Regions from separate parts of the Hordeum vulgare genome. Here region 1 is linked to region 2. A link is a contact called in public Hi-C data. All regions are on one chromosome and are shown on one strand. The core of a region is the stretch at or near the end of the contact, and the rest is flanking DNA. Distances in the headings are between cores, read along the strand shown.

Region 1 (5,302 bases), core at 581-3,080, 170 kb before region 2:
GAGCTCAGCCACTTTCATTGAATTACCATCAAAGCTACCTTACACAACATAAACTTAAGTTGGTAAAAGATTGCAGCATGATAAAGTTCAAAGAGATATATAAGAGTTGAAGCAGAGTTGCTTTGGCATGATGAAAAGTATACAGCAACATCAGTACATTCAGTGCCAATGCAAAACTGCCACAATCTGGATTCTGAATTCACATGGCATCCAGCTTTAGCAGTCTGGTACATGCACTAGAACATGAACATAACATTTTCTATCTATCTATTTATTTATCTATTTGTCGAGTCTAGACAATTATTTAGAATAGGGACTCGTGGGATGCAAAAGAGGCTTATCTTGTATTAACTCCGTCCCAAATTACTTGTCTCAGATTTGTCTAGATATGGATGTACATGTCTAGATACATCCATATCTAGACAAATCTAAGACAAGTAATTCAAGACGGATGGAGAACTTATTTCATTGTGGCAGAACGAGTAACATAACTGACTAATTGCTTATCTGACTATTTTGAACTGTCAATGCGGCAGTTTGATCTGTCCTAATTCTAGGCCGAGGGTCTTTTCCTTTTTTCAGGGAGAAAATCTGTGCTAATTTCAAATAGTCCCAAATTATTCAGATTATGCTCAAAATTGAGAAAAGGCAATGTTTTTGAAACATGGCTATGCTATTTGCTTGCACCGTCAGCTTGATGCGAAAGCAGTTCTCAGTTGTAAGTAAGACGATACTAAATTAGTCCGCCTCAATTTTGAACATAGCGAGAGAAAACTGGTCTTAACTTGATTTTCACACTCGGCCGATTCTCGCTCAACCACTAAACTATCAGCCCATCCAAATAATCGCCTAGGGTCTATTTTTTATTCCACGAATTTTGCATGGAAATAGTTTGATTTCGTTGTTTAACTACACCTGCACCGAACTTCCAATTTCCAAGTTGTGTTACTTGTGTACACTAGTAGTCTGCTGTATAAAAAGACATGTAGCACTATGCACGTTAATCGAATGAATTCTAGGATCTGATGCCAGACCTATTCGATCAATAGATACACATGGCTAAGCATTCAGCACTGCAGGTACGTCAATCGAGGTTCCAAGGAGCACTCACTTGTCAAGGACGCATACGACGGTGTTGGCCGGGTCCGGGAACCTGGCGAGCACCTCCCCGAGGAACCCCTTCTCGTCCTCCTCGTCGAACTCCACCTGCACGGCGCTCTTCTCGACGAGCCTGAGGTTGGGCGGCGCCATGAACCGCACGCTGTTGCCCCGCCTGATGTCGAGCAGCCGCGCCTCCGGCACGTCCCGGAGCTTGCGGAAGGCGTCGAGGGCGCCCACGGCCTTGTACTTCCTGAAGTAGTCCTGCGCCAGCGGGACGAGCACCAGCCAGACGAACACCACCCCGGCCACGAAGAAGGGGTTCCGGTTGTTGAAGTCGTCGATGGCCAGCACGATGGACTCGAGGCTCACCTTGCTCCCGCCGCCGCCGCCGTCGGCCTCGGCCGCGAGGGCCGGGAGCGGCCAGGCCGCCGGGAGGAGGAGCAGCAGCTCGCCCCGCCAGGGCGCCGCCGCATTCCGCGCCAAGATTCGCGCGGCGGGGGAGGGGGCCATGCAGGAGCTGGCGGTCCTACTCCTGGCCGCATTGGGCGGCGGGAGTTGGCTCCTGCGAGGGTTCCGCGGGGGCGTGAGGAGGGTTGGGAGGTGGGAGGTGGAGGTTTGGAGGAGGGAGCAGTGCTGCTGGAGGCGGAGGAGCGCCATGCCGTGCAAGGATAGAAGGAGGTGGAGCTCTCCGCGCCCCGGGATTTCTCTATCCGATCGCTCGGCCTTTTCCACTTCAGAAAATGGATTATACAGTACGTACAATTTACAAAACGATACTGCAAGGAAGAAAAGAAAAAGGAGGAGAGGAGAGGAGATTGCCGAATTTGGCCCATATGTCTGTTCCATACGGGCTGAAGAGCGCGATTGAATTGGGCCCAGGTCTACTGGGAGTCTTCAGCTGGCGCATCTATGTCTCGCTTGACGCGAAATGTAGGGCAGCCTCACGACCAGAGGTGCGAGAGCTATAACTCGCTTATAATGAGACAGAAGGAGTTCTTGCCTCAAGCATCCACAGTAACAGGTACAGGCTTCAAAGAAATAGAGAAGAATAAGGGAGCACCCATTAATTGATCCGGGATCTCATGGATGTTCCGTACCGCTGCAAGTCAGTAAGTCATTGTTGGGTTCGTGGTAAAATGGTAGGGTGCGATCAACTTCAGGGGAATGAGTCAGTTTTTCACTGGTTTTCTGGGTTCTTTTCCTTGTTTTCTCACCAGTTGTCTTGGTTTCTTTCTCTGTTTTCATGAGATTTTTATTTCGTTCCTTTTTTCCTTGTTTTCTTTAATTTTATTTGTTTTTCACGTTTTGAATAGCTTCCGCCCCTTCAGTTTTCTTTCTTTCCTTCTTTCTTTTCTCGTTTTTCATCAACTCTCTCGTTTTTCACTGTTTATATATACACATTTTTGTTATATAGTACTATATAATACATCTTTCTAATAAATATTACAAAACAAACAAGATTAGCATATTTAATGCATGGTTAATATTTTTATACACATTTAACATATTTCAAATGGTTTAACACTTTCCAAATAGAAATTTAACAAATACATGGTCAACATTTCTTATATACACATTTAGCAATTTTCAAATACTTGGTTAAAGTTTTTCAAATACAAGTTTAACATTTTTTATTATACGTTCAACATTTTTAAAGCTTGATTATCCTTTTTAAAATATAATTTTACATTTTCTAAGACATGGTCGACATGTTTTCTATGCACATTTAACATTTTTCAAATACAAGTTTAATATTTTTAATACATGTTCACCATGTTTTAAAGCTTGATTAATTTTTTTAAATATGATATTAAATTTCATAAGACATGGTCAACATGTTTTATATGCACATTTCATATTTTTCAAATACTTGATTAAAATTTTCTAAATACGTGTTTAACTTTCGTTCAAATGCATGGATTAAAAAAATGAAATAGATGTTCAAACTTTTTCAGGAATATTTTATATTTATACATATATATTTATGTATACATGAGGAATTTTTTTCTATACATTTAACACTTTTCAAATGCCAGTTATTAAAATTTTCAATATGTGTATGTTAACGATTCTTTGTAATATATTTATTTAGAAAATTTGGAAATATAAACGAAAATAAGAAAAAATACAAAAAATGAGGCCGTGGCCTCCCGCGCACCCGGACAGGCCCATCTTGCACGAGGCGATGCGAGGCTTGACCAGGTCTCGCTAAGACACAGGGACGGCCAGCCCGAGGGAGCGCGCAGACTGGACCGGCCTAGCTCGTGAAGACCACAACCTCATTTTCTGTCTTTATTTCACCTTTTCTTTTCTTTTTCACAATTTTCACTTTTATTTAGAATTATTAATATTATAAATATGTATAATCTAGCATTGAAAAAATGTGAAATATGTACTGAACGACAAATTTTAACATGGCGCAGTTGTTGCAAGAGGATTTTGGTTAAGGTAAACAAAAGCTGCAACGAGATACTGGGTCAATATTTTTTACGGGGAGAGAGAGGGTTAATTCTCCATGTAAGAAAAGAAAAGGAAAGAGATAGATTAAGCGGACTGACTTGTGCCGGCGCGTCGCCCAAAATTTTCGGCCGGTTGCGCACGAGCTGCCAGATCGAACCCTGTTTGACCGTCAGATCGAACCATGCAGTAAAAATCACTGATGGTAGCAAAAACAAGTAGCGATGTAGCAAACATCGACCACAGATGCAATAGAAATGTGGTTGTAGCAAAAATATTAACGTGGTTGTACCAAAAATAACAACGCTGATAGTGCGTGGTAGCAAAACAAAATGTGGGTTGTAGCAAAAAACAGACGTCATTGTAGCAAGAAATCAACACCGACATGGTTATAGCAAAATGAGATACAGATTGTAGCATCACAAACGGTGCTTGTAATAGGGAAGTGCTAGTCGGAGCAGCGTCGTCGTTTTCAAACTGTCGACATCGGTGGTGCGTTGTAGCAAAACAAAGTGCCGATTGTAAGAAAAGCTGGCATGGTTGTAGTAAAAAAATCGAAGCCGGCTTGTAGCAGAACGAGACGCCGGTACAGCATATTGCTACGTCGGTTGTAGCAAAAGCTAGCATGATTGTAGCAAAAAATAACACGGTTACAGCAAAAATGGTTGCTAGTTTGAGCAAAAAAAAACCCAATGCAGCAAAAGACTGACAGTCGCCATGCGTCCTCGCCCCAACATCATCCTAGTGTGTGCAACAATTTGAAAAAGGACTGGCTGTAGCACGACATGCTACCAATTATAGCAAAAAATCTAGACGTTGTTTGTGCAATGAAGCAAAAATACAAGGGAAAATCTAACGGGAGGCGCTGCAGCGCGGCTGTTCCGTGCGGCGGGCGGCGCGCCAAGATTCGCGTAGAATCTTGCGGTTGCCAGCGTCGCACCGACCCGCCCACCTTTTTTACGCTCCCAGGCGGGGAACTGTTCAAATTTCCCTTTGCTTTTTTTTTTTTGCCATTATCTGCGCCCCATTCCTCTCACAAGCCATTGCCGACAGCGGAGTCCCGCGAGAGCAGGGGCGGATCCGGCGAGCCCCGCGTGACGAACTGTCCATCCGGCGCGAGGAAAGGGCAGATCCGGTGCGGCGTAGGGTGGATCTGCAACCGGCACCGGCGCTGGAGGACGAGAACCCAGGTGAGCGCATTCTCTCGCGTTGCTTTTTGTCGGGTTGGTCGTCGACTGCGGATTTTGTTCGTTCGAGGTTGGTAGGGGGGAGTGGAACTTGCGGCGAGGGTGGACATGGCCGAGACCTCCATCGGCACGCATGCGCTCTGGTTATTGGTGAAATTTGCGCCTCGTTGTCGTCGCCGTCGCTAGTGGGGTTGGTCGTTGGCTGGGGATTTTTTGTCGGTTCGAGGGTGGTAGGGGGAGTGGAAGCTTGCGGCGGGGGTGAACATGGCCGAGACCTCCTTCGGCAGGCAGGCGCTCCGGTTAGTGGGGAAATATTCGCCTCGTTGCCGTCGCCGTCGCCAGTGGGGTTGGTCGTCGGCTGCGGATTTCTGTCGGTTCGAGGGTGGTAGGGGAGTGGAAGCTTGCGGCGGGGGTGGACATGGCCGTTCACAAATGGCACAGCCGCGGCGGGGGGGGGGGGGCACGGTGGTAGGGGGAGTGGAAGCTTGCGGCGGGGGTGGACATGGCCGTTCACAAATGGCAAAGCCGCGACGGGGGGTGGACACGGGGGTAGGGGG
Region 2 (5,661 bases), core at 401-2,900:
GTCTTGTCATGCTCGGGCACGTCCTTCACGTTCTAACTGGCATGCTCGACCCACCACCGCCCCATCGTTATCTCACAAAAACGCTATTACACGCGTCTCGCTTCGAACCCTAGCTCATTCTCTCTCGCTCCGTCCTCTCCTCTCCCTCTTCGATTTCGATCCCATCCACTTCAATGTCAAGCTCCGACAGCCGCCCAGACTCCAATGTCTACTACATCGAGGAACTCGCCATCCGCATTGTCTTGGAGCGGTCCAAGATGGACACCGGCCGCAACTCCAAATCTGGAGCATCGCCACAACTCCCGGACCGACGCAGCGCGGACGTCGGAGCTGGACCCTCCCGGCACGCACGTCGCTCCTGCAGGACAGCACAATCTGCATCGACCACACGTCGTCTCCTTCCTCGTCGGTCGCTCCTTCACGCAGGCAGCGGCGTGTGCTGCTGCTCGCGCCGTCGGCCCGCACGCGCATTTCGGAATCAAAGGCATGTGCCGCCCGCCGCGAGAGACGACGGGCTAGGGAGAGGGATGCGGTGTAGCAATCCGCGTGCCGCCGCCGCGGGAAGCCGCAGAGCCTGACGACGATGAACGCCTCATTGCATAGGTGTATCACCGGTCCCCCACGACGGCAGAGACAGATGCTCGCCGCCTCCGACGAAAAAATGCCAAGGCGCCCCGGCTTGCTATTGAGCAGTCGGAGCACGAGGCGAAGGAGACAACGACGAAGGCGACTCGGATCGCCAAGCTAAAGCGGGAGCAGGACATGACTGTCCGTCGGATGGAGGTGCTCATCGTCCTTTTCGGATTCCGATGATGAAGAAGGCGACATCTGCACCTCCTCCGACGACGACCAAGACCCTCCCCCGACCGCGGACGGCCACATCTACGTCGACGACCTAAAGGGCAAAGACCCCGACGAGGAAGTGTTGATCTCGCCCCCTCCCTCCGCATTGCTTATATCGTTAGAGGTGATGTTTCATGTCCGTTTGCAATCGATCTTGTGTATTATTTGCATCTGATTTTGTTGTCCAATGTTGATCACGTAAAGTAGTTTAATATTATATGTGTAGTATGTATATATAACATTCAATATAAAATACGCGAATGTAAAATGGCAAATGTAAGGCCTTGCTTGGAAGCAGTGTAAATTTTTATCAGCCGTAATAGTTTACATCCGTAATTTACTGGTGACACGTGGTTTACGCCCGTATAACTTCATCCCACCGAAAGCTGTTTGGGAGGATGAGCCAGCTCAACGCCGTCGGGTAGAGGAGGCTGGAGGAAGAGACTTTGCCGGCGACGACGCCTCGCCTCCTCCCCATCGCGGCGCCTCACTTCCTCGCCAACTCTTCTTGTTCACAGAGAATACAGAGGAAGAACACATATGTGCTGGGCGGTGTGTCAAATACCGGTGTAATCCAGATGTATCCAAGAAAACCGGTGTAATTTTTACTGTGGGAAACGACGTTCCAAATAAGATTTGACCCTGGCCCTTATTTTTTTACAGATGTAACTTTTACGGAGCGGTTTTGGCAGAAATACGACGTCCCAAACGCAGCCTAAGGCGTGTCCGGTCAATGTCGGATGTGTCCGCGGGGGTTTGAAGGACTAGTCCATCAAGAGTGTAGATGCTCTAACATTTGATCCAAGTAGAAGAACTCTGATAAACGGGGGGACGAGGAGAGGAAGGACCGGCACGGTAGAAGCAATTCAAATTTCGTGCTCTTCCTCCTCCCGTTCTCGAACCCTCCCTCCCCGTTCCCCGTTCCCCACGCCTCGCCTCGCCGCTTCCCGCCCAAATCCGCCCAATCCCGGCCGCCGGAACCCTAGCCCCCGCCGCCATGAAGATCTCCGAGCTCTCCCCGGAGTACCACCGCCCGCCGCCGCACGCCGGCCACCTCACCGACCTCGCGCGGGTCGTCGCGGACGTCGAGCAGTACGACACCTCTGACCCCGCCCCCCCGGAGAAGCTCGCCGCCGACTTCCGCCGCGTGCTCACCAACCTCGGCTCCGCCGCCTCGTCCCTCACCGACGCCTGCCGGCTCCAGATATGGAAGCTGGCCACCCGCCTCTGGAACGCCGTCGTCGACCGCGCCAACTCCGCCGCGCTGGCCCGGGGCCCCTCCGCGCGCGCCGCCGAGGCGGAGATCAGGCAGGCGGCGCCGGAGCTCCTCCTCCTCGCCGGCTGCCCCGACGAGATCCACCTGGCCGCCGCCAAGACCGCCTCCTTCTTCCTCCGCGCCGGCCAGGAGTGGCTCGGCCTCGGCCGCGTCGACCTCGCCACCGCCTGCTTCGAGAAGGCCACGCCGCTCGTCTCCGCCACCGCCACGGAGGAGGAGCGGTCCGTCCTGCTCGACCTCAACCTCGCGCGGGCGCTCGCGGCGTCCCACGCGGGCGATCAGTCCCTCGCCGTCGCGCTGCTCAGCCGGTCCAAGCCCCTCGCGTCCGCGTCCCCCAAGGGGACCAGATCCCTCGCCGAGGGGTACCTGTCCGTCGGCGAGGCCACGCTCTCCGCAAAACCATCTGACCCCGCCGTCGGAGCGTCCAGCCTCCTCACAGAAGCGCTAGATCTCTTCGAGAAGCTGGCCTCCCCCTCCCCCTCCCCCTCCAGCGCCAGCCCCAAGACCCCAAATCTCAATGAGCAAAAGGGTCGATGCCTCCGCTATCTCGCCCTCGAGCGTCTTGAAGCCAAGGACCACGAGGGCGTCCTGCGCTGCATCCAGGTCTCGAGGGCTTCAGTAGGGCTGGCGGGTGAGCACCCGAGCGTGGGGTTCATGGCGCTGCACGCCTGGCTTGGTACCGGGAACTTGGCGGAGGCCGAGAGGGAGCTCGAGAGGATCATGGCCAACGCCAACGCACCAGAGAGTGTATGCGTGGGGGCCGCTGAGGTGTACCTTGCCTCCGCGGGACCTGAGGCTGCACGCAAGGTGCTCGTTGCGCTTGCGGCACGTTGCCGCGCAGGAGGTGCAGCTGCTGCTGTGAGAGTGGTGACCAAGGTGGTTGATGGTGGCATCAGTAGCGCTGGCCGCGCAAGAGCGATCGGTGAGCTCGTGTCGGATGAGAGGGTGGTCGCACTGTTCGATGGCCCGGCCAACACCAGTCACCGTGGAGCAATGCATACACTGCTGTGGAACTGGTCTGCACTCTTTTACACAAGTAATTTTACAGCATTTTTATGTACAGATGATTTCTTGCTGGGGCTGACATTTGGAATATGGGACAGCGGTGTCGAGCATTTCAACGCAAAGAACTACGATACATGTGCGGACTTGTTTGAGAGGTCGATGCTTTATCTATCCCGTGAAGAGGGAAGCAGAGCCCGACGAGCACAATGCCTCCGAGTCCTTGCGGTTTGCTATCTAGCCCTTCAACGTCTGGATCGAGCACATGAGTTTGTCAATGAGGCTGACAAGGTATTGATCACTCTCCTCATCATTTCATTAAATAATCTTGCCTGTTGCTTCTTATGATTGGTTCAAAATGTGTATCTGTAGGTGGAACACAACGCCCACTGTGCCTTTATGAAGGTAATAAATACAGTATACATGCTAATTCTTCAGGGGTCTCATTTAACTCTGGTATTGTTTGCTAACCCAGAAGAATTGTGTAGATCAAAATTCATCTTCAGAAGAACGACAAGGACGAGGCTATCAAGCAGATAAAAATCATGATGAGTTGCATTGACTTCAATCCCACGTTCCTAATGCTCACAACTCATGAGGCTATTGCCTGCAAGGCTGTCCGGGTAGCAGTTGCTTCATTAACCTTCCTTCTTGGTCTCTATTCTCCCGGAAAGCCTATGCCAGAGCGTGAGGTTACTGTCCTCCGCACTCTTATTGAGCTCCTCCGTCGTGAGCAAGGTACTGAGGATGAGATCCTGAAGTACTCGAGACGTGCCAAGCTACGGATGTCTGACCTTGGCGTGGAAGGCTTTTTTGGCAATGGACCTGTTGGGGCGCGTGAACTGAACTGGTTTGCAGGCAATAGCTGGAATATGGGTAGAATGGTGGCAAAGGAGCAGAAATATGACCTTAGTGCTGAGTTCTTTGAGCTTGCAGTAGAGTTCTTTGGTGGTGCAAGTAATGACGAGGCTGATGGAAATCGCCCCACAATTTGCAAAGCGTTAATCATGAGTGTCACTTCCAGGCTTAAAGCTGAGGAGCTAAACAATTCTCCCTTGTCGGATTCTGACGTTAAAAAAGGTGTTGAGATGCTCAGCAGAGCTGGCAAGGTAAACATGGGGTTTGAAAAATACCAAAAGTTACCCCTTTGTGTGTGTTCTAAAGTGATTTAGTTTTCTCTAATATTATTCTGATTCGGTTGTATTGGTGTGCAGCTATTACCTTCGATCTGGCCCTCAGTTTCAGTCGCCTCTGATCAGGCTGATGCCAACAACTTTCTGTTTCTTCATACCTTCTACTCCTACCAACTCCTTGACAGGATGGACACCAGCACACATCCTCAGCAGCTCCAGCTAGTCAAGAACTTCGCTTCCTCTAAAGCATGCACACCGTCCCATCTTCTCAAACTTGGAAAAGCTGCTTCTGAAGGCACCCCACCGAACCTGCTTGTTGCTGAATTTTCCCTGAAGGCTAGCATCAAGAGCGCCCTTGCTTCTCACTCCCCAGACTACAGGGTAATCAGCTCTGCCCTAAGGAACCTAGCCTGCCTTGCTGGCTTGCAAGACTTAAGTGGTAGCAAGAGTGATGCAGTGTATGATGTATATCGACAAGCCTACCAGATCATGGTTGGACTGAGAGATGGTGAATATCCATGTGAGGAAGGTCAGTGGCTTGCAGCGAGTGCCTGGAACAAGTCATATTTGGCTAGGCGGCTTAATCAAGCTTCAGTTGGTATAAAATGGATGAAGATGGGATTAGATCTCTCTCGGCATGTTGAAAGCATGAAGCAGTATATAGCAGACATGGAGCAATACCTTGAGCACTTCCAGAAAATGTTTCATAGTGAAGCTGGTGAACATACTTTGCATGGAAAAAATCCTGATGAATGTAGTCAGCAAGAGGGGGCACCAAGCACAAGTATGTCTGGTAGCATGTCTCAGCCTGTCCTAGTATAGTATAGATGCTTCTGAACGGTGCAGTTCACAACCAAGAGATAAATAGATCATCGAGTTATGTACTTGAGTGGTTGCATATGACAGGCCAAATATTGTCTGAACTACATCTCTAGTAAGCATGTGGATTCTTTGTCGATAGTAACCATGTCTGTGAATTTAATGCATTCTGATGTGTAGGAGAGATGACTGAGTGTTTGCAACAACATTGAATTTGGGAACCTACTGGATTTGTTCAGGCAACCTCTATGTCCATTTTCTTTCAGATTTGACTAATCTCCTGATGTCCCTATCATTTTGTAGTTATACTATAGATGGCATTACCATTCAAACTATTCTAGTGGAAAATTGGAGATGGGCAAAAATACATAAAGAAGAGTAAGGACTCACTGAAATCTTCTATAGTCTACACAACCATATAACTACTTCAGATTCATAATGCTGAACTAACACTTGTGAAATGATGTGTATCCTCTTTGAATGCTACTTCAAATTTTGCTATGAATATCCTATTGCCTTACACAGGGACCAGGTTCATATGGTGCTGTACGACCATTGCCAGCTAATGGTGCAGCAGCTACCCCTCTC

What was found. Hi-C and Micro-C count contacts between places; a contact is called where the count stands out from the background.
Region 1: a contact with region 2 is called in a Hi-C map of leaf, with 2.6 times the contacts expected there. The contact joins the promoter of LOC123445091 here to the promoter of LOC123445085 in region 2.

The regions. Positions count from the first base shown.
Region 1 is chr3H:561,669,043-561,674,344 of MorexV3_pseudomolecules_assembly, reverse strand. It overlaps LOC123445091 (rhodanese-like domain-containing protein 4A, chloroplastic), which reads right to left and starts at 1,830. Exons shown (of 6, transcript XM_045122021.1): 1 at 1,112-1,830; 2 at 1-34. The coding sequence starts at 1,758.
Region 2 is chr3H:561,502,178-561,507,838 of MorexV3_pseudomolecules_assembly, reverse strand. LOC123445085 (TPR repeat-containing protein ZIP4) reads left to right here and starts at 1,650. Exons shown (of 5, transcript XM_045122015.1): 1 at 1,650-3,135; 2 at 3,223-3,412; 3 at 3,494-3,526; 4 at 3,610-4,230; 5 at 4,336-5,316. The coding sequence starts at 1,841. The coding sequence ends at 5,076. It overlaps LOC123445087 (beta-hexosaminidase 3-like), which reads right to left. Exons shown (of 14, transcript XM_045122016.1): 14 at 5,415-5,661. The coding sequence ends at 5,583.